Regions from separate parts of the Capra hircus genome. Here region 1 is linked to region 2. The links are chromatin contacts, called in public Hi-C maps. All regions are on one chromosome and are shown on one strand. The core of a region is the stretch at or near the end of the contact, and the rest is flanking DNA. Distances in the headings are between cores, read along the strand shown. Region 1 overlaps CCM2L (cerebral cavernous malformations 2 protein-like). Region 2 overlaps DUSP15 (dual specificity protein phosphatase 15).

Evidence for each region. Hi-C and Micro-C count contacts between places; a contact is called where the count stands out from the background.
Region 1: a contact with region 2 is called in a Hi-C map of blood, with 2.3 times the contacts expected there. The contact joins two enhancer-like sites. A contact is called at or near these places in 2 of 5 Hi-C or Micro-C datasets (both in blood).

The regions. Positions count from the first base shown.
Region 1 is chr13:60,837,391-60,842,649 of ARS1.2, forward strand. CCM2L (cerebral cavernous malformations 2 protein-like) reads left to right here. Exons shown (of 10, transcript XM_018057689.1): 3 at 2,126-2,209; 4 at 2,305-2,485; 5 at 3,265-3,725. Among named protein-coding and RNA genes, the nearest start is that of CCM2L, 5.3 kb to the left of the region's middle. Within about 2 kb of position 3,626, at least 1 of the 5 cell types and tissues checked has an H3K27ac peak or open chromatin away from gene starts, as enhancers often do.
Region 2 is chr13:60,699,586-60,705,419 of ARS1.2, forward strand. It overlaps DUSP15 (dual specificity protein phosphatase 15), which reads right to left. Exons shown (of 16, transcript XM_018056866.1): 8 at 4,397-4,407; 9 at 3,719-4,152. Among named protein-coding and RNA genes, the nearest start is that of FOXS1, 9.0 kb to the left of the region's middle. Within about 2 kb of position 3,981, at least 3 of the 5 cell types and tissues checked have an H3K27ac peak or open chromatin away from gene starts, as enhancers often do.

The DNA of each region.
Region 1 (5,259 bases), core at 2,376-4,875, 140 kb after region 2:
CCTCCTAGGGTCCCTGGCTGGGTCTGAAATTTAAACTGAACAAAGATTAACCGGAGAAAAGCACACACATTTTATTAAATTTTCACATGTACATGAGAACGTTCAGTGAGAGAATGGAAGACCCTCAGAAGTGACTAGAGCCGGAAACTTTTATACATTTTGGACAAAGAAACGATAAATCTGTGAAGAACTGACAAGGCAGAGGTGTTCGGAGTAGGGGTAGTACATGGAAAAGGAGGAACAAGGATTGTTTATACAGACTTCTCGGCCCTCAGTTCCCTGTCTCTGGTGATAAGGCGGTCTCCCTTCCTGCTGATACTCCGAAAAGAGGGTACCTTTCACCAAGGAGATTTATCTCCTGCTTTCAGGGAAGAAGGATGATGCAGGGGAATTCTGAATGACCTTCCTGCTGCTGTCGTTTCCTCTGACTCCTTCAGCTTAAAATAGTCGTGCTGAGGTGCCATATTTTAGGGTGGCGTGTTCTGGACCCCATCAGGAAAGACTTTACCTCTCCTGCACACCAACCTATGACCAGCCTTGTCTGACACAGGGGAGGCTCAGGGGAAAGAGGCCTGGAGTCAACCCAGCCTTGCACGTGCATTATGCTGGGAACCCTCAGCAAGTGACCTCCATCTGCTCAGCCTCAGTGTTCCCATCTCAACACGGGGCTCAAAGTCTACCCCAAGGGCAGAGCAGATGGGAAGGTGCCCTGTGCACTGAAAAGCCAGTCTCCATCTTGTGAGATTTTACTGCAGTGACATTACTGCTACTTGGATGGTGTCCAGATTAAAGGAAGCCAGTTCTGCAAGTCACAGGGACTTGGGCCAATTCAAGGGCTTTACTTCTATTTCATGCGCACCATGAAGGAGCAGTGGAGAATCCTCATTACCCAACAAAGACTGATATGGGGGTAGGAGTGTCAGATTTAGCAAAAACAGGAACCCACTTAAATTTAAATTTTGGTAGGGGGAGGGATAAATTAGGAGTTTGGGATTAACACACACTATTATATATAAAATAGATAAACAACAAGGACCTATTGTATAACACAGGGAAATATAGTTGATATTTTGTAATAATCTATGATGGAAAAGAATATGAAAAAGAATATATATATTATATATGTATACAGCTGAATCACTTGACTGTATACCTGAAGCATTGTAAATCAATTATACTTCAATAAAGTTTTTATTAAAAATTTGAATTTCAGGTAGGCAATGATATTTTTTAGTATTAATATATACCCAGTGTTACATGAAACTAAAATTACTTTAAAAACAAACTAAAAAATTAGTTGTTTACATGAAAACCAAATTTAATTGGCATCTTGTATTTTATCTGGCAACCCTATAAAGCAAAAAGCTAACAAATCCACTTAAAAAACTGGGGACTAAAACTTTATAGAGAATAAAAAGAAGAGAAATGGTATGATTGGTAGAATTCACCTGTAAGAATAAAAATAAAAAATAATGAAAAATGTTAATTCTTACACTTAATGACATTTAGCTATAAGTAACATTAAGCTATAAGTAAGAATGAATGATTTATTTACTTATTTTTCTGACAAAATTATATACTAACTTGATACAATATTCTTTCCTTCCCACTTAATTTCTGCAACAAGGTCATAAAGAAGGCCAGTGACCTGTTGACACGGGTGCTTGGGATGAACAGGAGCCACTCAGGCCAAGTGGGAAATTACAAGTGGCCCGTTCTTTCAAGCTATTACAGTGACCTTTGCTTCTGCCATAGTCAAAGAACTGTATGTTCATAAAGTAAGCTTATATTAGCAAAAATAAGCTAGCTGTGAGAGTGTGGGTTCTGGTGTGTGGAGTCCAGCTCCACCCTTTCTTTTATAGATAATACTGGGCAGGTTATTTATTTTGACTGTGCTTTAGTTTTCTCATCCTCAAAGTAAGGATGAATGAGTACATAAAACTCGCAGGACTATGGGTCCTAGGATTGCTTTAATAACAGTTATTACCAAGCCATTATTATTAATTCAGATATTTCTATCTCAGTCTACCCTTACGGTGTCAGTGAGGTCAGGGTCCTCCGCGGCTTCAAGGTAACCTCTCTGCCCTTCTCCCACCACCCCTACCCCCGTCCCATTTCTATACAGTTCCTGGGCCACCTCACCTGGGTCACCTCCTCACTGAACCCCTCCAGCCGGGACGAGCTCCTGCAGCTGCTGGACACGGCCAGGGTGAGGCGCCGGGAGAGGGGAGGACAGGGTCTGGTCCCCTACGTTTCCCACCCGTGGCCACTGGGACTCAGGAGATCCGACCCACCCCACAGCAGCTGAAGGAGCTGCCGCTGAAGACCACGGCGGAGCAAGACAGCATCCTGAGCCTGTCGGCCCGCTGCCTGCTGCTCACCTGGCGCGACAACGAGGAGCTTATCTTGCGTATACCCACGCACGAGATTGCCGCCGCCTCCTACCTGCAGGACGACGCTCTGCACCTGCTGGTGCTGAAGACCGGTACGGTGGGCGGGGAGGGGAAAGGGTAGAGAACGGCCCGACACCTAGAAACGGGCGCTGCCTGGGGCTGGGGCGGGGCCTGAGGCTGGAGGATGGGGTGATGGAAGGCCTGACCAAACTACCCCTAGACTAGGGATAGGGCATGGCTGTTTGCAAGAAGTGGGAGCCCAGTGTTGAGGGTTGAAGGAGGGCGGCCTGACCCACCATCTCGGAAATGATGGAGAAGCCAGAATCCTGAGGCCTGAACGCGTGATTCATGGGTAGCAAAGCTCTGAGGCTAGGAGGGTACCTGGGGCAAGAAGCGGCGTCTCACTTAGGGGCGGAGCCGTACACTGCGGGGCGGAGCTCGCGGCTGAGCTACCTGGTGGGAGGTGTGAGACCCTGCCAAGCTAGGGGCGGGGCCTGAGACCAGGGGCGGGGCTGAAGGGAAGCTTGGATCCAAGGAGAGGTTCCCGAAACCAAGAACAGAGTCAGAGTTAACAGTAAAGAGGGAGGCGATAGTCTGACCACTACTCAGATCAGACGGCAGGGTCCGAGGCAAGGGGCGTCTGGATGGGGTGGGATGGGTGGGAAAGGCCAGATCCAGGGGTGGAGCCTGAGGGTGGGGCGGGGTCGGGCCTCCTGACTTTGAAGCTAGGGGTGTGGCCTGAGCACAAGGGCCGGGGGACTCACTCCCAAACCCCCATCCCGCAGCGGCGGGTCAGGACCCCCAGCTGGCGTCGGGAGAGGGGGCGCTTAGCCTGGATCTCCTGCTCTGACGGCCACCCGACCTCTCCTAGGTCTGGGCGTGGACCCGGTGCCAGCCGGCGTAGACGCCAGCCCCGGCGGGGCGGGGCGCGACCCGGGCCCACCGGGCGTGGCGCCCGAAAAGCGGCGGGTGGGCACCACCGAGCGGCGCCACACCATCTGCAGCCTGGACTGGCGGATGGCGTGGGGCGGCGGCGCAGGCGCAGAGGCCCGGGCCGGGGGCGGCGGCGGCGGCAGCCTGGAGCGCCAGCGCGCCGGGGCGCGGGCGTCGGGCAGCTGGGAGCGGCGACAGACGTTCAGCGGCAGCTGGGAGCGGCGGCACGCCGGCGGCGGCGGCGGCGCGGGAAAGCCAGGCGGCAGCTGGGAGCGGAGGCAGGCGGGCGGCGGCGGTGGCAGCTGGGAGCGGCGCCACCCGGGCCCCAACCCGCTAGACCCGCAGGACCCCAGCCCCGACGCCTACTGCAACCTGGTCATTCTGGCTGTGGCCAACAGGGTGAGCCCGAGGGCACCCTGCGCCCCTGCACCCTGCCTCCAGGGCACGTCTTCACCCCCGCGCCCCCGCCCCCCATCCCTCTGCCCCTACCCCCGCAACCCTCCGCCCCCACTCCCGCGTCCCCCCGTCCCTTTTCATCTCCCTCCTTTGGCCCTACTCCCCAGGATTTCAGGCACTGTGCGCCCATAACGGCAAAAGGCTTCTACCCTCCAGCTCCCAGACACCTCCCCCTTACTTGTCCCGGAGGGATGAAAGTTCAAAATGGCCCAGACTTAGATCTAATCCCTCCTCCAGCCCTCCTCTTTCCCCAAAATCGTCAGTCTCCGCACTACCACAGTAAGAATCATGAGGACAGTGATCACCAGCACGAATTGAGTGCCCGACCTGTGCCAGACAGGAAACCAGCATTAATCATTTTGTTCTCAGGTTAACCCCTAGAGGCAAATATTACCATCATTCCTATTCTACAGAGAAGGAAACAGACAGAGGCTAAGCAACTTGTGCAAGGTCGCACAGGAAGCAGGCGGTGATTTCAACACTAGGACCCGAAAGTTCAGAGCCGGTACTCTTGGTAACAATGGTCATCACCCAAAGCATAAGATTTCCCACAGATCTTGCCCCACCCTCTATCCTCCACATTCACCCTTGCTTTTATTTATTTGACCATGTTTATTGAGTACCAGCTTCTGCTAGGCATTGGTCTAGGTGACATGGATACAGAAATGAACAAGACATAATTAGTGTCCTCCCTTAGGGAGCTCACTGTCTAGCAGACACCTTCAAACCCTGAGACTTGTAAGCTTTTTCTCTGACCCAGGGCCTTGAACTCCCCCTATATATAAATCCCATGTGGTGAACAAAATGGACATGGTGCCTCTTTAGAAAGAAAGGTGGATAGTAACCAGTAAACTCAGGCTATGGAGTGGGCTTGAAACACTTTCCCATTTATCCTTGGCACCTAGAAAAGTGCCTGGCATATGTGTGCGTTCATGCTAAGTCGCTTCAGTCATGTTCGACTCTTTGCAACCCCACGGACTGTAGCCCACCAGGCTCCTCTGTCCACAGGATTCTCCAGGCAAGAATACTGGAATGAGTTGCCATTTCCTAGCTGCTCAATAAATATATTGAGTAGATGGATTAGTTCGTAATATATTACAATATGTTGTGATGGGGACCAACAAAAAAACAGGCAACTTGAAATGATAAGGAGGAAGGAGATCCATTTTTCAGAGGGAAAGTGAGTTTGTGCCTTTTGAACTGAAATGTGGAAGAGAGAAGGAAGCAGCAGGGCAAAGAGCCAAGAAAGTCAATTCCAGACATAGGCACCAGTGTGCCCTGTTTATTCCACTAGGCTGGGAGGGCTTTAGGCCTTACCTAATTCACCTCTGAGACTCCAGAACCCAGCCCGGTGCCTGCCACACAGTGGAAATAAGTAATAATTTGTAGAATGAGTAAATAAATAAGGCTTTTTTTTCCGGGGAGTATCTGAGCCTCTGGCCTCCAATCTGAGGCATCGTGGTCTCAAGAAGGGTAT
Region 2 (5,834 bases), core at 2,731-5,230:
TCTGATGAAGAACTGGGGGAAGGCTGTTCTTCCCAGAACAGCAAGGGCCAAGGCCATGGGGGTGAGCTAGATTTCAAGGAAGGCCAGTGTGGAGCAGAGTAGTCAAAGGGGAAGACAAGAGATGTCTTGCTTGAATTGATCACATTCAGGAATCAGTGGTGGATTGGGTGGGGGGGGGGTGATTTAACTGATAAACTGCACTCAGTTATTGCTCTTGGAGATCCCAGGCTTACTGGGACACCAGACGAAAGCCACATTCCCGTGTTGGTGTCTCTTGCCAGGGGTGAGACCTTTAAGGCTTGATTTTGCTGTCTGTAAACTGTGCTAATAATACCTAACCTCACGTGGTTGTGGCAGGTGTAAGATGAGCGGTCTGTGTAAGATGCTTAGCACAGCACCTGGCACACAGTCCGTGCTTGTTTGCTGCAGAACTTTTCATTATATCCATGATGCTCTAACTCAAAGGTAACCTGGGCTGAAGGCTCAGGTTGCTGTCACCAAGCTGAGAGAGAGATCTTTGGGAACATTGCTGTGCCCCCTAAGCACATAGAGTGGCGCTTGGCACACAAGAGATGCTCAGTAAATATTTGTGGGATGGACTGAATTTGGCCTTAAAGGATGAGTAGGAAATTGCCAGGTGAAGTGATATTCTTGGCGGGATAACAGCTTGAGCAAAAGTGTGGCATGCGGCATGCAGGGGACAGTGAGCAGCCTGGTATGACGAGCTGATGAATGTATGTGAGGGTATGTATATAGTTGATTCTCATTACTCATGAGAGTTGTGTTTCATAAAATTTACAGATACACTGAGTAAGGGAACACTGAACTATCGCTCCTAAAGGAAATACAAGGCTAAGTCCTTGTCCACCTCTGGTACATCAACTGGTCAATACATCCTGTTTATCAACTAGTCAATCCATACCCTTGTTTTATGTGTGTTTCTGTTGAAGGACACCTTATTGAATATAAACTGTTGATTCATTTACAGTGAACTGATGGCCAACAACACTATAACTCACATCTGAAAGGAACTTACCTTATACAGGTATTTTCTCCAAAAGGCACATCACACCCTTCCTGTGTCAGGAGTCCTAACAAAGCTTCAGCACTGTGTGGGCTTGGGGGTCATTTTAGACAGTGAAATCACCAACAGAAAGCACAAAAAGTATCAAAAATGTGGCACTAAAGATTGTCTCTGAAAGGATACCTGTGAAAGGACAATAGAAGAGCTGAAACTGGGGTTGTCACCTTGTTCAGCCTCTGCTGGAAGTGTGCATGTTGGTGACCCAGTTTTTTTTTTTTTTTCCCATTCTGTGAATGACTGCAGAAGTGCCTTGAATATCAATTGGGGGATTATACATAATTTCAGCAAGCAAGAGAATCTGTCAATATGCAATCTGTGAAGAATGAGGATCTACTGCATGTGCTGGGGGAAAGGAAAAGAGGAATTAAGGAAGAAGACAGACTGAAGTTGGATTATGAAGGCCAAGCATTATCCTGTGGGCTCTGAGGTGCCAGGAGGGCATGAAGCCAGGGGGCCACATGTGTGTGTCACTAGTGGGTTGAAGGATGGGTCAAAGCACCCCCAAAGAGGGATAGGGAGGGCCAGTCCACAGAATCTCCCACTTCTGAACAGCACATAGCCTTAAGGTACAGGCCAGGTAACCACCTGTTTGACACTTAATGAGTTCCTTCCGTGGGCCAGGCATTGTGCTCCGGGTCACCACCCACGGGCAGCTGGAGGAGGCAGAGTCATACAAGGCACTTATAATTCATAGGGAAAGTTGTTCAATGGAGGAAGCAGAAGGGATCAGGGCTGACTTGGAGAAGCACTGAGAGCTTCCTCAATGCTTTAAACAAATGAATACATCAGGGGAGGCTTGTCTTCAGTAGGGGATGTTTATGCTGAGCATGATGGGATTTGGCCGGTAAAGGAGGAGAGGGTGTTCCAGGCAGGGGGAACGGAATGTACAAAGGTCTCCCAGTGAGAGACACAGGAACCGTTTGGAAAGTGAAAGAAGTATCTGGCTGGGTCTGAAGTTGGGGAGGGAGTGGGGAGAGGTGGACAGAAGCCAGAGAGGAGCAGTTTGTGCAGGGCTCTGAGGTCCTGGTAAGGAGCAACAGGAAGCCATGGAAGGAATCTGAGGAGGGGAGTGCAGAGGCAAGATTTACATTTAGAGTGATCCCTCTGGAGGACAAAGGGGAGAGCCAAGGGACGGGAAAGCAGGGCACTCAGTTGTCCTGGTGAGAGATGATGGGAATGGATCCAAGTAGATCCAAAGAGCAGTTCTGCAGAAAGAGCCAAACACCTTGGTAATGGGTTAGAATGAGATTGGAAGAGAGGGGAGCAGCCAGGGTTCAGGTGCCTGGTTCTGCAGTCTGGGTGGCAGGTGATGCCATCTCCCATTTTGAAAAACAATTTTGCAGCGAGGAGCTGACAAGTGTGGTCCTGAGGAGGTGCTGAGTTTGAGAGGTCTGGGAGTGATGGACTAGCAGGCTTGGGGCTTGGAGGGGAGGCTGGGAAACACTGGGCTCCACGCTGAGGCTGTGTAAGGAGAGTGGGACACTGGGAGGGAGGCCCAGGAGGGAGTGCTGCGAACACGGAAAGAGGAGGAGAGGGAATGGAGGCTGAGAAGCAGGGGCCCGGAAGGCAGGAGGAGAACAGGTCAGGGTGGGAGTGGAGTGGGCACACAGAGATCCTGGGAACCAAGTAAGACTGTTTCAAGGAGGAGGAGGGGACCACTAGATGTAGACCAACTGAGGCGGGGGAGGGGGTGTCTAAGAAGATGATAGCAATGGCATTCTGAGAGACACATAGCGACATCAGCAGGAGAAAGAGAAGCCAGACTGGGGAGAGGAGGAGCTGAGGGGCTATGAGTGAGGGAGTTGATGACCAGAAGGCCCTTTCTAGATGCTTTATACCCTGTAAAAGTAGAGGGGAGCTACCAGAGAAGCAGGAGCTGGAGGTAGCTGTGGTGTTTGGGATGGTGGCAGTGCTCTGGGATGTGGCTGGTTGCTTATTGCTCATGGAAGAGATCCGAGTTAAAACCTTGATGGGAAAGAGACAGTTTGAGAGGAAGTTAATGGTGACTGAAGAAAGACAAGGCATTCCTGGAGGAGGTCCCTGAGAAGGGCTGGTGTTGGGAAGCACAGAAAATGCCCCGAAGTTGCTGGGGTTAAGTGTTTAGAGGTGGGAAGTGGAGGGAATTTCCATCTGTGGCAGTGGTATCTAATTTCCCCAGGAAGAGGGTGAAGTACCCTAGAGGGTGAGGACGGTGCAAGTCATGCAGCCCTTGGCTAATTCGCTTTTAAGAGGGTGGGCTTCCCAGGTGGTGCTAGTGGTAAAGAACCCTCCTGTCAATGTAGGAGACATAAGAGACTCCTGCATTGATCCCTGGGTCTGGGAAGATCCCCTGGAGGAGGACATGACAACCCACTCCAGTATTCTTGCGTGGAGAATCCCATGGACAGAGGAGCCTGGTGGGCTACAGTCCATGGGGTGACGAAGAGTTGGACACAACTGAAGCGACATAGCAGGCACCCACGGGAGGGTCTCCCATATGTAGAAAACATTATCATCAACCTAGAGACAGCGGAGGTTAAGGGCTGAGCGAGTGGCCCGAGATAACAGCGCATCAGGTCGCCCCAGGCGCTGGGACCGCGTGCATACAGAGCCCTCCGGGAACTAAACTTGGGACCCCCGCCCCCACTCCCTTACCCTGAAGAGCGCAGCGTCCTGCCGCACCTGGTAACCCTGCTTGGCTGCGTGCTTCCAGGGGATGCGGAAGAGGGTCTTGCCTGCGTCCTCCCAGCGCAGCCCCGCATAGCGCCCGCTCTCGATCTGCGCCACCAGCCATTCTCGGAGGCGCAGGGGACCCCCGGCCCCCGCCATGGGTCGCCTGCTGTCGGAGACCTTCCCTTCGTCCCTCCGCCAGGGGTCGCCGGCCATAGGGGAACGCAGTGCTCCGGGAACCAGGTCTGGGGCGCGCGGGTGACCGAACCCCAGGGCGACAGGGGATCGCGCTCCGGGGCCACCTGGACAGCGCGGAGGCGGCGAAAGCGAAAGTCTGGGTAGGAAGTTTCGCTTTCCTTTCTGCTCCCTGGAGGCCCTTTCGCCCCACCCTGTGTCGCCTGGCCTGAAGGGCATCAGTCCTCACACAGCGGGCAGCCTGAAGTACCCTGGGAGGCCAAGACCCACTGGAGGGTAAGGGCGGAGTAGCCCTGGGTTCTATCCGTCCCTAGAGCGGGACCGGGGGCCGGGGGTGGCGGGCACCCAGGGTGTCCCTTGCTCCATCCCTGCACCTGTTTTCCTTTCTTCCCAGCCTCCGGGAAACTTGGTCTCTTTCCAGGACCAGGACTGAAGAGGTGGGAAAAACAAAGAACCTACCAAACTAACTCCTGGCAGAACTGGGAGGCAGAGACTGGTTTAAAATGCACAGTTCCAGCCTCCAACCTAGACCTGCAGAATCAGATTTCCTGGGCAAGAAGTCAGGGAACGTGAATTTTAAACAAGTCCCCCGTGGGATTCTGATCCAGGTGATCCATGAGCCACCCTTGGAGAAATATTTCCTTAAATACTGGGAGTCCCCTTCTGACCACTCCCTGAGATGCTTGATCTGGCTTTCCTGCAGTGTCTAAATTGCTCACATCTCAACAGCATGTGAGGTGAGTAAAATTACTGACTTTGTCATTAGAAGACTGAGGTCACCCAGTTAGTGCCTGGGGGAGCCAGTATCTGAATCCGGGACTCTGCCCCCAGAGTCCAAGAGCCTAAACGGTGTCCCACACTGCCTCCCAACAGCTGCACCTAGAGTTTATAGATTCCTGGTGGGGTCTGTGATACCCCCCCGACCCCCCCACCAGAAGTATATGCAATTTTTTCATCTCTACGTATTTTTTCTGGGTGGCACTAGTGGTAAAGAATTCACCTGCCAATGCAGGAGTCGTAAGAGACAAGGGTTCAATCCCTGGGTCGGGAAGATCCCCTGGAGGAGGGCACAGCAACCCACTCCAGTATTCTTGCTTGTAAAATCCCATGGACAGAGCAGCTTGGCAGGCTACAAGCCCACAGGGTCGCAGAGTCAGACATGACTGAAGTGACTTAGCTCGCACGTATCTTTCATTAAACTGTCAAAGGGGGACTGTGATACGAAAAAGGTCAAGGAGCTCAGACTGCTCCACGCTGGCTGTGTACCTGGGTAAACTGAGGCTCTGAGAGGGAGAAACCAGCCCTCCCTGCAGCCAGCACTGAGCAAGATGGGGGCCAGCACTGACCAGAGGCTGGGCACTGTCCCTCGTGTGTACCTGCCAGGGAGCTTTCTTCATGCTCCCCACTCTCTCTCTTCATATGGCAGCTGCCACCCAGTTCTGACCCTTCTACAGTCACAGCCAGGATTCAAACTTGGAACTGCAGGGCTCCAAAGGGGCACAGAGAATTTCAGATGGTTAAATACAAGAGTAATACATGCATCTAAACAGGAGTCTTGATTGTATCAGGCAATCTCTTCGTTTTTTTCAGTGCAGGGGGCAGAGTCATAGTAACGAGGAGGATGGGGTCCACAGCCTGACTGCCTGGATTCCAATCCCAGCAATGCCCACCCCCCCCCCCGCCCAACTTGCTAGCTGACTATCTCTAGCACCAAGACAGTCAGTTTCTTCATCTATCAAATAGCAAAGCCTACTTCATAGGTCCACTTGGAGATTCCATGAGATGCAGGTCCAGTGTCCAGCACATTGCCTGACCCCCAGAGAGTGCTCAATAAATGAGTGATAATATTATTGCGGTTGCTGAGCCAGAGTGTGGTGAAGGTAATGAAGAGGGGGGTGGGGAGCAT